3 separate regions of the Mus musculus genome follow, and regions 2 and 3 are each linked to region 1. The links are chromatin contacts, called in public HiChIP or PLAC-seq and promoter capture Hi-C maps. All regions are on one chromosome and are shown on one strand. The core of a region is the stretch at or near the end of the contact, and the rest is flanking DNA. Distances in the headings are between cores, read along the strand shown. Region 1 holds the start of Csmd1 (CUB and Sushi multiple domains 1). Region 2 has its middle 64 kb from the start of Gm35392. Region 3 holds the start of BB014433 (expressed sequence BB014433).

Region 1 (4,364 bases), core at 1,314-3,813:
GGACCTATCCCTCCACGCCCGGCCCCAGCTTCCCCTCCCCCAGAGCGGCAGACCACCCTCGTGGGGGCGGAATCAGCCCGCACACGTGTAGGGATTATTAAGCAGCCGGGCGAGAGGCTGTGGGGTCCACGCAGCAACCTCTGTTAATTGCGGGGGGAGGGAGCTAGGACTGCTCAGAACTCCAAGGAAACCCAGAGTGCGCTCCAAGGGTGAGCTGCAGGTTTAAGGAAGGAGGAAGCTTTGCCTTAGATCATCTCAGAGTGCAGGAAAGGGTAAGAAGTTTGGCATAGTTGCATGACAAGAATACCATTTCAGCAAGGGTTGGTCTGGACAAAGCCTGGTTCTGTATCCTGAATCTTTTCCACTTCCAACATTGACATCAGTACCTGGTTTGGGGGGCACAGACTTTTCATGTTTTGCCTCTCATTTCCCAGCGTGCCCAGACCAGAGCCCTCTGCCAACCTAACCCTGCTTGGTGCTTGACCCGTGGAGCCTCCTCAGGTGGAGGCCCAGGCTAGATGGGGGGAGGGGGACATGTAGTCAGAGGGTAGACATCTGTGGGAAGCTCCCCAAAAATCAAGCAATCCCATCTTTCTAGTTAAGCAGGACCCACCTATTTCTAGGTGAGCTATTGGGACACATCCCACGGATAGTTATTGTGAGAAGGATGCTAAGCAGAGGGGCCAGCATCAGAAGGCCGAATTTTCCCCCACCTGGAGCCCTCAGGCAATCCTCTGCTCTCTCCAGGCCGGTGTGGAGTTGGATGGAGATCACAGAGTCCTCTGTGGCTTCTTAATCACCCTTGAATTTGAACCACTAGGGGAATAGCAGCTGGGGTAGTCTTAGAGAGGAAAGGGAAATTTCTTCTGAGGAAAAGAGGGGACAAATGATTCAAAAGGGGGGAAAAAGTCGTAAGACTTGGTTCCATCCTTTAAAAAGAAAAGCAGTCTGTCTATAAAGATACAGATACAGATTTGCCCAGTAGTGTGAGGAAGGAAACTGGGAACCTGACACCCAGTAGCACCAGGAGCATATGAGAGAGTGAAGAAATGGGAGCAGGTACTTGCCAATGTGAAATCAATCCTCTCTCTCTCTCTCTCTCTCTCTCTCTCTCTCTCTCTCTCTCTCTCTCTCTCTCTCTCTCCCTCTCTCTCTCTCTCCTTCTCCCCCCTTCCTCCTCTCTTTCCTCCTCCTTCCCATAGACTAAACCTAGCGCACAGGAGCTGTTACCAGCCCGAAGGTTGCAGCTTGTAGAGACTTAGGAGAAAACATCCCCTAACTCCTTTCAAGGAGAAAGCCAAATTCTCTGAGACAAAAAAGCCCCAGGAACCATACAGAAATAGCCCTTTCCTTTGGTTGATCAGACTTTGACAGGGGTTGCCTCTGCACCCACAGAGAATTGATCTGCTAGGGAAACCTGACCAGAACTCCCCACTGGCTTCACCCACCTTGCCAGATATCACAACTTGCAAAAAAGCAAAGTCCAGGGAAGGAAAGAGGAGGCGACATCCCAGAGACAGCTAGTTTGAGTACCTTGGAGGGGAAGCATAGGAATGGGGTGAGAGGAGGTGTAAGGCTATGGGAACACCACTCAGCTAGGAGCTCTCTCTGATGGCACAGGAGCCCGGCGAGCTTGAACTTGCCAGGCTGACGGTGCCCAGTATGTTTCCCAGGTGCGCTGGGTCCGGGGAGAAGTCGTGGGAACTACCCCAGCCTGCGACCCGCCAAGCCCACCAAGCGCCAGGAGCCAAGGCGCAGTTCTCTGCCCAACTCGTGTCGGGCTCTCTTCTCCTTGACAACCCACAGTACACAGCACAGAGAGAAATGTCGTTTAAGCCCAAGTGAGGGGGAAGGAAGGGCGGGGGTGGGGCGGGGGCAGATGAGGGGTGGGAAGAACGCGATGGAAGCTCGGTATCGGGCGCTGCGTTCCCTAGCGTCGCTGGTGGACAGCCACCCGGTCGGTGCCTGCCGCTTGGTCCCTTACAATCCTCAGATCAGACACTCGCGTTCGCAAACCGGGCCTCCGAGGGTTCGGCCGTCTCCCCGGTACCGAGCTAGCCTGTCTTACCCTTAGCTGCAGTGAGGAGCCCCGCGCACAGAACCGCCAGCACCAGAGGCAGGAGCAGCGACTTGAATTTCCTCCACGCAGTCATGTCTGCAGATATTCCACACGCACACGACACGGATGGCTCCTCTCGGATGCGCCGGTCTCCTCCGAGGAACAACCGGGCTCTAAACAGAGTCCGGTAATCACCAAAGGGCAAGGCGAGCTGGCAAGAGCTCCGGGTCCCCAGCCCGGCCGCGCATCTGACGCCTCCCGCAGCTCTGCGCGCCCGGCTCGCTCCGCTCCCGTAGCATCGGGTCCGAGCCACTGCGGGGCTGAAGATGCTCTGAGCGAGCGCAGCCCCGGGGCTGCCGGGGCCGGGGACGAGCGCCGGCCGAGCCGGGCAGGAAGGCACCAAGGCGGCGAGGCTGCGGGAGGGGGCGAGGCGGGAGAGGAGCGCGCGCAACCGGGAGCAACCTGGAGCGGAGGCAGCTGGAGAGAGAGCCAGCGAGTGGGAGGTGCGGGAGGGGCGCGGGGGGAGGGGGGAGCAGGGCTGGAGCGGGAGGAAGGCGGGGAGCGAGCGCCGAAGACAGGCTGCTAGAGGCGCAAGGAGCCGCTGCCGTGGTGGCTGGACTCAACCATCCTACCCACCGAGAGGGGAAGGAGGCTGGCACCGCGCAGTCCGGGACTCAGCCTGGCCTCGGGCTTTCAGGCCCCTGCTAGTGCTCCCGCAGGCAGCGCAGCGTTCAGTCTCTGGCGCGGCTGCGCGCAGGCTGGAGCACGGAGACTTGTTGGGCGCTCAAGTGGGAGAAGCCCACGCTGCGCACCGGGGAAAAACCATACAATTGGCCACGCGAGCGAGCCCGAGGGCTCTGTGGGGGCAGGCAGAGGCCAGCCTCCATCCTTCTCTTTCTCTACTGACCAGAAGAAGACCTCTGCCTAAGTTAGGAAAGAAATGCAGGTGGGGGAAGAGAATGGGCCCAGCTGTGACTGAAACTGGGAGCAAAATGGTGCTTTTAAAAGAAATTATAAATTACCTTTGAAAAGGTGACTGTCTGCAACTATGATGAGCCTCTGACAGGTTCCTGTTCTGCTCCTGTTTAGTCCTGTTAGTGTTACCCTCATTGCAAGCCCAGCTCTATGTGGGAAACAAAATGAATCTAAACAACCCAACTGGGCTGCCACCCTGTTCTGGTTGTGAGAGCAGGAGAATTGACAAAAGTGTAGTGAACCCCAGCATCACATCCAGCATTCCTGCAAGAGGGATCAGAAGGAAGTTCCTAAAAGCAGGTCTACTGCAGCCAGTGAGTGCACACAGAGTAAACTACTAGAAAAAGGCTGTAGGTTAATTGAAAAAATCCAAACCAGGTGAAGGCTAGAGTTCACAGATGCTCCATTCTTAGAAAGGATTCGGGAGTTCTAGAGGATAGGATGGAAGGGGCCAGGGATGGACATCTCAGGCCCCCAGCATGGGAACATTCATCCCATGCTGACTGTGAGTTGTTCACACCAAGGAATGAGGATGGTGTGTGGAGGCAGGCTGATGGCCACATCATCGCACCAGCATTGTGCCCACTGTTAGGGGCAGAGTCACGGTGTGCCACTCAAGTTTAGTGTTCTAGAGCTTTCTTGCTCCCTGAAGCCCACGGATGACGTGAGGGCATGAGAGTGACTCCAAAAATGTAGAGTCACCGGCTGTACCTTACCTTCCAAGAGTAACCAGAGACTTTATCCAGCCTAGAATCCTTCTCCTGGAGATTGGAGCTCCCCAGAAAAAAAAAAAAAAAAAAAAAACCCTGGGCTCTGTTCTCCTGCAGGTTTCCCCCAGGCTCTCTTGGAACTGATCTGAAGTTTTTTTGTTTTGTTTGTTTGAAAGTATCCTCCCATTGCTCTTCCCTTATCCCTAGGGGAGAAAATTCCAGGCTATCTCTCTAAAGCAATGGATTGAGAATGATGCCCTGTGTGCTTCAGTGTGACAGGGAGTGGAAGGGGTCACCTACAGTGTGATTTTAAGTCATTCCCCCAGGTGTTATTTACACTCCAGCAAGTGAACAACAACAACAAGACCTATTAGGAGATCCGATAGCTCATCCGCTGCTCCTCCTTAGGACCCATTGATCTACAGAAGCAGCATAGCTGAAGACCTCCATGAGAAACGGTGTCCTGTCTTCTGAATGCCACTCCTAATGACTCATGTCACCAAGAAGGATTTCTGCCATTAAAAACCATTTCCAAATCTCACTTCTTTGTCGGGGGGAGGGGGGGTGTGGGGGGGGGCTCCCAGATGGAGCCATGTTATTAGGGTCCGAATCAAGAATGT
Region 2 (4,907 bases), core at 60-2,559, 2.1 Mb before region 1:
TTGTCCTGCTGCTGACTAGCTTTCCAAATTACCTTTTATCAAAGCTCATATTTATGTTAATGGCTCATTCTCCAGGCATATATTAACTGATCCCTGTTGAAGCTCCATGAATCCAATCAGCAGTTATATATATGAAAAGCAGGCAAACACCAAATGCTCCCATGTCAGGTTGAGATGCGGTCGACCTCAGTGTTAGTTTTCATGCTTCTAATATATGTGCCAAGACTTTTGCTTTAAAGAAAATTAGGTAGAGCTATTCTCTATTCCTGCTTTCAAGTTAAATGGAAAGGCATAGATATCAAACAGGGCGTGAACTCTGCTAAGAAAGAAAGAACCCTGTTCTGCCTTCCCCTCCCTCCCACCTGCCACAGCCCCAAGTTCCCTCAGCCCAGCTCTGTCTGGCCTGGTTCTCAGGAGAATGAAGTTCCAGTGCAAAGAAGAGCATCCATTTGAGAAGTGCTGCTCTGAGGGTGAGAAAATCCAAAAGAAATCCCCAGACTGGGTCCCAGTGATAGTTGAAAAAGTTCCCAAAGCTCAGATAGGAGTCCTGGACAAAAAGGAATACCTGGTGCCTTCTGATCTTATGGTTGGTCAATTCTACTTCTTGATCCGGAAGGGAATCCATCTTCCTGCTGAAGATTCCTTGTTTTTATTCGGCAACAATGTCATTCCATCCACCAGTGCCACCATGGGTCAGCTGTACGGGAACACTGAACATTGTCTACGGTGATGAAAGCATCTACAGACTGTGAAGATGCTGTACCTGAGCTGGGGGTTCCATTCTACAAAGACAGGTGGCGCTCCTTCCTTGACATCCAGTTCCTCCTTCAGGCTCAAACACTATCTCCTTTCTTCAGGACCTGCACTTAGTGTTTGAGGCTGTCTCTTCCGTCCGTCCCTCTCAGCAGGAGGGATAATGGTAGATAAAGCCTCTGTACATCTCTTTTTCCTCTTGTTTTCCCTCCATTCCCACTCTGCTTTAGACTTCTTGATTGTCAATCTCTGTCACATCCAATGATTGTTTTGGCTGCTATTCCCTTTCTAACTGCCCAACGGGCTCAGAACCCCAATAATTGCTTCTTTTTGCTACCTTCTTTTCAGAGGGTAGATGTAATGGATTGACATTGGGTGGGGGAGGTAGGAGGCACATCAATAAAAAGGAAACCACTGAGCTGAATTGAAAAAAAGAAGAAGAAAGCAAAAAGCAAGCAAGCAAGCAAGAAAACGAGCAAATGAGCAAGCAAGCAAGCAAGCAAGCAAGCAAGCAAGCAAGCCAAGTCAGCAGCTTCAGGACCAAGGACAGCGTGGTGCTGAGCCTCGGACTTCTTCCTCCATCAGTGTCTGTTCTGTACCAAGAATCAACAGTGAAATCAGGCCAAGACCCCATCATAGGATGCTTTCTGTAGGCTCAGGGCAGTGAAGGAGCAGCAGGTCAGAGAAGTTCTTGTTCACACAGGTGAGACGGAGTTAATCCCGGGGAGGAATGGACAAGGATGGATGGCAACAGAAAGGTGGCAGATGTTAGAATCTTCGAGATACTTACTGAACAATTCTCAAGATGCCTCCAACAGCAAACTGTAAGCACGCTGAAATAACTGAAGGACAGGGTGATTGGACAGCTTCGAGCTGCAAGTTCAACTGTCAAAGTAGTAAACAAAAACACATAAACAATCAATAGATGGGTTCAAGAAAAGAGTGGATAGAGGGTGGAAGAAAGAGGCAGAGAGGATGAGAATGATAAGCATCAGGTCCGGAGGACCTCCAGACTCTAGAGTACCAATGTCTATATCCAGTGCTTGTTTTCCTGAAAGTACAGTGTGTACCAATTTGGGCCTCTGAGCCATGCGTCTGCTTTGTTTGATACCCTACCATGTTAAGATAGTTCTAATGGAAGCTGTAAGAAACAGCGTGGGCTTTTCTTTACTTCTTTTCTTTTCTTTTCTTTTCTTTTCTTTTCTTTTCTTTTCTTTTCTTTTCTCTTCTCTTCTCTTCTCTTCTCTTCTCTTCTCTTCTTTTCTTTTCTTTTCTTTAACTTTTAACTTTATTTTCAAGCATAGGTGTGAAACAGGCCTTGCGGGAGGGGCTTCCTAGCTCTCTTCTTGTGACTGAAAAGCACAGCTGGGAACCTTTCAGCTCTGTGTTTGGCCTTCCTGTGACTCCTTCTACTCAGGTGGGTCACAGGGTATGGATGGCTCCTGCATTGTTACTCCTGCTGCAAGGGACTAAAACCACATCTCCATACCAAAAAGGCGTCTCCTGTATTTGAAATCTTCTCCTGACAAGAAAAGAGGGGCTTGGTCCTGTGTGGGTGTTGTTGAACTTTACCAAAGCAAGGATACCAAATGCCAGAATGGTTAAGTGACTGCTCATATGAGCAGCAGTGTGTTTACCTTTTGTAAATAAGATATTAAAAGGGCATTTCCTACATTTTGATATTAGAAATCACAATTACTTATTAACCGAGTAAGTAAGTAAATAAATAAAAACATTACAGACATTTAATATTCATCTATTTGTCTGGGTGTTAAAATGGAAGGAAAGTACACTAACCTGATATATATTATAACTAACTATATTGCATACTGTGGAGAATGCCATAAGAATCATATATTCTTTGACTAAAACTCACATGTCAATGTCGAGAAGCGAAGGTGAAAATGAAGGCAGTACAAAGACATCCACTGCGACAACAAACTCGGGCACATGCTCTGGATTTTAAATGGACTTACTGCTGATGATTCAATTACAGAAACTTTAAAAGATGAGACTGGCCACAGGCCCTTTGTTTGAGAACAACAGGTACTCAGGTGTGTGGATGCATGACATTGCTATAGTATTTTTGACTATTTTTTCCATTCCCTGAGGGCCTGGTCTCAATTTCTACTCTCCACGTGGTGGCTCTCGATATCTGTAGCTCTGATTCTAGGGGATCCAATGCCCTCTTTTGCCCTCTGCATGTGGTACAGAGACGGACATACAGGCAAAATGCTCATACACCTAAAATAAAATAAACAAATAAAATACTGTACATATCACCTAAATTTAAAGACCTTAAATAAATTATCCTGTATTGTCTGGAAGAAAAGATGAGAGCTGCCTCAGAATTATTCAGGGATTGATGTCATAGCCAGCTGCAGCCTCTATCTATATCTGGAGCTCAGGAGCACCTGGAACTTGCCTTACTGCTCTGTGATTGAAGAGCTGACCTCAGAGTGCCTTGGGGACTCAGAGCTGGATGTGTGAGGCCGAAGGCAGTTTTTCTGATGTGCTTGCACTTTTATCATTTGTGTTTACAGCTATCTGACTGACTTCCCTTCTATTTTATTTGGTGCTGTGCCCTTTAGAAGTATAAAAGCAATTCTATTCTCTAAAAGTTTTCCAGCGGTTGCAAAGAAAGATCTAGATATTTGTTTCTGTTTGCTTTTACTTCAACCCCAAAGAATGGTGTTTGCTTTCTCTCTTCCCTTCTCCCCATCAGTGTTGGCTTTTCCTTAGGGACTAAGTAGATGAGGGAGTGTAAGGGCTTGCTGGGCCATCTTCATTTTGAGTTTATTAGGTGAGCATGGAAGGTGAGTTGTAAATGGTGTCTCGATGGAAGGATAACTTATGAGCCATCTGGTTGACAGGGTGAGTAAGGGCATCTCTTTGTCTCTGAGAAGTCTGCATAGATAGTGAGTGCTTGTGTCTCAGAACCATTTAAGTCACTGGCATTTTGTGTGTGTGTATATATACATATATATATATATATATATATGTATATATATGTGTGTGTATACACACACACACACACACATTTCTAATAGTAATAAAAAATGGGCAACTTTGGCTAGAATTTGAAGTCTGGCTGCCTACAAGATAGCATGACAGCTTTAAGTCATGAAGGACCCTACAGAATGCAAATGAAGTGTGTTTCCTCAATGGTACACAGGCATGGTTCTGGCCAGGGAGTTTCCTCAGATGTTTCCTCAGTTTCCTCAGGAGTTTCCAATGCTCAATGTTGATCAATGCTAAGAGAGTAAATCCCAAAGCGAAAGCAAGCTTTTTACTATAATATGTCTGATCATATTCTGCTGGGTTCTTAGGTTTAGTTCTGACAGCCAAGCCTAAAAGGACTCTTGCTGGTCTGAGCATGGCAGGCCTTGTTCTTCTCCCCCATTACCCTTATATTGCTAAAAACCATTAGTTACATTCCTAAAGCTAGCCACCAAGATCAGCTCCCTTATTTGGCTAGTTCCCCTCCTGAGCTTGACTACCAAGATCCGGCTATCAAAGTGTTCAAGTCCAGCAATCAAAAGCCCCACTTGGCTCACTGAATTAATATGCCCAATCAAGTTTAAACACTTTATTCTAACATGGGAGTCCCCCTTGTACCTTTATAAACCATCATTTTCCTATGGGCCATATCTGCCTCTTCTTTATCCAGAGGGAGTCCTTTGTGTACCCCCTCCAAGACAAAATGCGTTACCCCTCTCCCTTGTTCCCCTTCCCTTTTCCCTCTAACCCTTGTCTTTGTCTGTTATTCCCTGTCCTCTGTTCTTCAAGGGCAAATAAATCTTTGTGCTGAGATCTTGGTCTTGGGGGTTTTCTAGCTGTTCTGATCACTTCTAAGTCCCTGACTGCTGGTGTTTACATTCTCTGAGAGATATTTTTCTATGTCAAGGGTCTTTCTAGGAGATGAGAGGTCAGGTCTCAAGTCTGAGACATAAGATATAGGAAGCCATAAGTCTGATGTTGTTTTAACTGAAATTAAAAAAAAAAAGTCACGAGAGGACAGGTGTCCGCCTGGCTTGGGAGGCGACCTCAGCCTCAGCAGCAGCGGTCGCCATCTGGGTTCCGGGACTCCGCGGGACCTAGGAAATTAGTCTGAACAGGTTAGAGGGTGCACCAGAGAACCGGACAGCTTCTGG
Region 3 (4,410 bases), core at 289-2,788, 2.5 Mb before region 1:
TAACCAAATGGAGTCACTCATCTATTTAATAACTGTTTATTAATAGATATAACAAGGAGGTTATATATAATATATGATATATGAGATAATATAACATATAACATAGAATATATAATATAATTGATATAATATATAACATAGTATAACATATAATATATAATATATCTTTGATACTCGACTGGTGATCAGATCACAGGAAACCTCAAGTGGCAGAGGCAAGCGGTGAAGCAGGCACCATCACAGGCAAGTTCCTATATTAACTCAGCCTTCAGAAGGTTTATGTCACATGCCCAGCATGCTACCTGGCTCCTATGTGCCCTATCTATAAACCAGAGCATGCCCAGAAATACATCTACATCTTTCTTTCTGAATGATAACCTTAAATTGAGCATGCGCAGGAGTTCAACTCAGCATTAACTAAGCACGTTCAGGATGGGGCCCCCTCTCCACTGCATAGGTGTTGTTGGCTTGCCGAACAGCTCCAGGCACTTCCCCAGAGGAAGGCATTGGATGCTTTGGAAATGGTTGCCTGCCCTTCCCTTCCTGCTGCAGGTAATATATCTTTCTACTTCATTTCATGCTGGCATTTGCTTTGACTTTGTATTCACCAAGATGTAGAACCATTGCATTGGCTACAGAACCAGAATTTTGTCCAGAAAACCCTTTCAGGATGTTTATCCCCAAATGGCCCACTCAGCCTTGGGTGGCATTTCCCTTGATAGTCTGTGACCAAGGAAGATGGTTTCAAGATGCTAGACATAATTCATTTTGTTTATAGAAATTATCCCTTGCCCACAATCATGACTTTCTGGGGTATACCTGTTCCCACAATAGCCCATTCAGCTCTCAATATCAATGTCCTGAAGACTGTCTGTCTGTCTGAATGTCTCTGATTATTATTTAGGTCAAGAGCATCAAGTATGTTATCCTTGCCACTGGTGTATCTGTGCACCCTTTCCTTACGAGGACTCTGTCTGCAAACAGCAACCCATCCTGTCCTACACAGTACAGGGCCTAGGTGCATAAGAATACAGGAAAAGCCAAGGGAGTTGTTCACACCTTGGTCCAGTGAAGAGACATGTCTGTGGGTATCCTGGAGGCTAAACTTGGTAGACTTGGGTTTCCAGGAGCTGCAGGTGAGGGTGCTGCTGGTTCTGTGTGGGTCAGTTTCCACATCTGCAGTAATGGGAAGTTCTTTACCATCTTTAGAATCACTTTGTCTTTCTGGGTTTATACGAGACCCATGGCAGAGAGATGAGTAGATTTTACGAGCATGTCACATGAGCGGTGACATGATAAAAATGTATTCGTATTTAAGTAGCGCTAACAGGTATGGGTCAACTACTTCAGCACAGAATTCTGCTTCTGGGAAAGTCTAGAGACAGTGGGTTTCTTTGGTTGTTTCTTACCAGCAGGCTTGAGCTCACCCTCAATTTGTAGTTCATGGTGTTCTTAGCATGGCTCCGCAGAGGGCTGTGCCAACAGATCTTGGCTCCGTAGAGGGGTGCGTCAACAGGGCACGGGAATGTTGGGTTCAACAAAGAAGTCATCGCCCAGAACCTTCCTTCTATTAGAACCTGGAATTTATGTTTGTTCCCAGGGTCAGCACTGCATTCTTTCCCCATGGTTTCCAAGGCTTCGGAAGCCTTTGTTCCCACGTCTAGGTTCACGTAGAGCAAGGCTGTTCCATCTCGAAAGCCCCGTTGGCTTCTCACTGTCTCTCAGTGTCCTTGGGTGGACCTCCACAGCTCACGTGACTCCACACCCCACAGCTTCCTGACTCTGAAGTCCTGTCATGGGACAAACTCACATCAGATGCAGGGTGCTGAATGGGTTTTAAAGTGTGTATGGAGTCCTCCCTCTCCCGCAGATATCAGAGTGGTCATAGTACAAGTCTGGGCTCTTATCATCATAAAGGATACTTTATATGACAGGGCTAGGGACATCTCAGATTGAAGCGACTTTGGGACCCATTTGGGAGTGACAATCCAGGCCTGGGTGTTTGTAGATCATCTCTTACTGTAACAGGCCCCCAGAGCTTAGTACATCCTAAGACCTTAGGACATCTGATGTCATGTTAGAGACATTATCGTGACCTTAAAACTGGGTATGTAGGCCCCAATGCCTGCCAGAATGGGTACTAAGACCAAATCCACCAAAAACCTATGCCAGCCCATAGTACAGGACCTGGGAAAGTTCCTAAATATACCAACCTTGCTTTTTGGCATCTGTTGTTGTCTTCTTGCTAACCAAAGCTTGACAACCAGGATGTAATTTTTGTGCACGCTGACAAAGAACTGTAGGGCTCAGGGCTCCACGGTTTAGGTCTACTGGCCAGTGAAGAATTTCTATTGGCTTGAAGGGACCCTGTGTTCTTTGGAGGAGTTACCTCCTAATACTTAGCCTACACTCCCTATACCACCCTACATTCTTTGTGCCAGAAGAAAACAAGCTACTCATAATTAAAACCTCCTCTGCAGCTGGGATTAGCAAGTAGACAAACTAGGCAGCTCTCAACAGGAAAAATAAAAGGTTTCTAAGGTTTTTCTTGGTCTTGTTTGTACAGTCCTCTAAAAATCATAGAAACAGTGCTGCCTATCATGCCCCAGGATGTGTCAGACACAATTACTGTGACTTGCCAGCCCCGGGGTCAGGAGTAATGGAACTTTATTCCACATTAAAAAGGATTATGGGTAACAACACTCAAGTTCCAGACTTTTCTTTTTTTCTTTCTTTTGCACACTATTGTTGAGCTCTTCTTGAAAAGAGCTCACAGCCAGGAGAGTGCCCAGGGAAGAAAAGATTTCTGGTGGCTGGTGTGCCCTCTTGTGAACAAAGGTGATACTGCAGTAGTGGCCATTAAGAGGGAAGAGGGAGAGAAGGGCTCTTTGGGCTGTGCTAGGATCATTCATGATTTTTTGAAAATAATTTGCTCAATTGCTCGAAGTTAGTGAGTATGTCAGATCCTTGCTGGTGAGTGAAAACACTTGACAAAGCCCTAAGGGAGGGAGGGCTTGCTTGGGAGGATACACAGCTACAATTCGAGAGGATACATAGTTCTTAGTGGAGGGGAGGTTTGCATCAGCAGTAAGAAAACAGAGGGAGATGGCCGCTGTTGACCAGCCTGCTTTCTCCTCTTTATGCAGTCTGGAACCCCAGTCCATGGAATAGCACTCCCATATTTGTAGTGGGACACCCTACCTCAACTGAACCTTCCTGAAACACACACACAGAGACCTATCCAGAGGCATGCTTCTTAGTTGGCTCTCTACCAATCAATCTGACACGGTGAGCCACGGGTGTAAGGTTAGACACACATTCTTGGGTGTTTCTGCTGTGTAGGTCAACTGGTTGTGGTCAGGGTGGCAGATGTCTGGATCTCTGGGCATGCACTGGTTATTAACAGTCGATCTTTTTAGTCTCAGAGCGGCTCTGTTGTAGATGACCAACCCCCTAATTATGACTGATTCGGGGGCATGCGGGAGAGGAAGACCTGAGAAATCACTCATCTTTCCACTTCATACTCACCCGTTCTTTGGTGAGAAAGTTGTACCTGCATGTCATCCAGGGTCACCGATCTGGGAGGTGAGTGTCTGGCCACAATGCATCATGGGATGTCAACCCCATCCCTAACACACATACACTTTCTTGGCAGTATTGTTGTCTGTCTGTCTCACTTCCCCGTAGCCGGTGGGCTCCAGGTGTAGCAACAAATCAGCAGGCATTCATACAGGAGCTGCAGGGTCCCTGCACATCAATAACAGTTGCTCTGCACTAAGATAGGGAACAGGACTCCTTGAGCCCATATCTGAGAATGAGCCTGTCCCAGAGAAAGAACCCCTCAGGTATTAACTGGCTTCATTAGATGCCGAGTTAAGGGGGTGGCATATATTAATCTTCAGAGTGGCTTAACCCTAAGACAGGAATCTCCCGTCACGCTGACTTTCCTATTGGCTGGGAAGCCATGGTTCTTAGTTGTGACCAGAGAATATGGAGCAGTTGAGGCTGCGAAGGATCTGAGCTTCAGGCTTCTGTGCACCAGCAGCACCTTCCCAGGAAGCCAAGGGAAGCAGGCAAGGGCATTCTGGCTTTGTGAACCCGGAGTTTAGTGTTAGGCGGGGACTTCGAAGTGATTACAGCTGGTTATTTAGTTGTTCTTTAGAGATGTGGCCCATGGGGTTCAGGCTGGTCTTGAACTCTGTATGAACCTGAGGATGGTCTTGAACTCTTGATCCTCTTGCCTCCATTTTACAAGGGCTGAGAGGATGGCCCTGCCCCACCACTCCAGGCTCCAGATGCTCTTTATGTGGCTATTGGTGATTTACAATGTTTAAAAGACTGTCAACTTCCTATCCCTGTTGTTAACTGTATCTTGTCGAAGCTATATGGGCCCCTGAAAGATGCTCAGTC

The links. Promoter capture Hi-C pulls out the DNA fragments that hold promoters and counts their contacts. HiChIP or PLAC-seq counts read pairs in DNA pulled down with a chosen protein or histone mark.
Region 2: a contact with region 1 is called in a promoter capture Hi-C map of second pharyngeal arch cranial neural crest, with 7 times the contacts expected there. The contact joins the enhancer-like site here to the promoter of Csmd1 in region 1. A contact is called at or near these places in 6 of 39 promoter capture datasets (the C10 cell line, frontonasal cranial neural crest, hippocampal neurons and 3 more) and 1 of 115 datasets of contacts at active chromatin or transcription factors (embryonic forebrain).
Region 3: a contact with region 1 is called in an H3K4me3 HiChIP or PLAC-seq map of embryonic hindbrain, with 13 times the contacts expected there. The contact joins the promoter of BB014433 here to the promoter of Csmd1 in region 1. A contact is called at or near these places in 3 of 39 promoter capture datasets (cranial neural crest, hippocampal neurons and second pharyngeal arch cranial neural crest) and 1 of 115 datasets of contacts at active chromatin or transcription factors (embryonic hindbrain).

The regions. Positions count from the first base shown.
Region 1 is chr8:17,532,822-17,537,185 of GRCm38.p6, forward strand. It overlaps Csmd1 (CUB and Sushi multiple domains 1), which reads right to left and starts at 2,564. Exons shown (of 70, transcript NM_053171.2): 1 at 2,069-2,564. The coding sequence starts at 2,153.
Region 2 is chr8:15,437,447-15,442,353 of GRCm38.p6, forward strand. No RefSeq gene overlaps it. Among named protein-coding and RNA genes, the nearest start is that of Gm35392, 64 kb to the left of the region's middle. Within about 2 kb of position 1,310, at least 4 of the 459 cell types and tissues checked have an H3K27ac peak or open chromatin away from gene starts, as enhancers often do. A contact at or near this core is called in second pharyngeal arch cranial neural crest, where this site is marked.
Region 3 is chr8:15,044,540-15,048,949 of GRCm38.p6, forward strand. It overlaps BB014433 (expressed sequence BB014433), which reads right to left and starts at 1,539. Exons shown (of 2, transcript NR_037972.1): 1 at 1,428-1,539.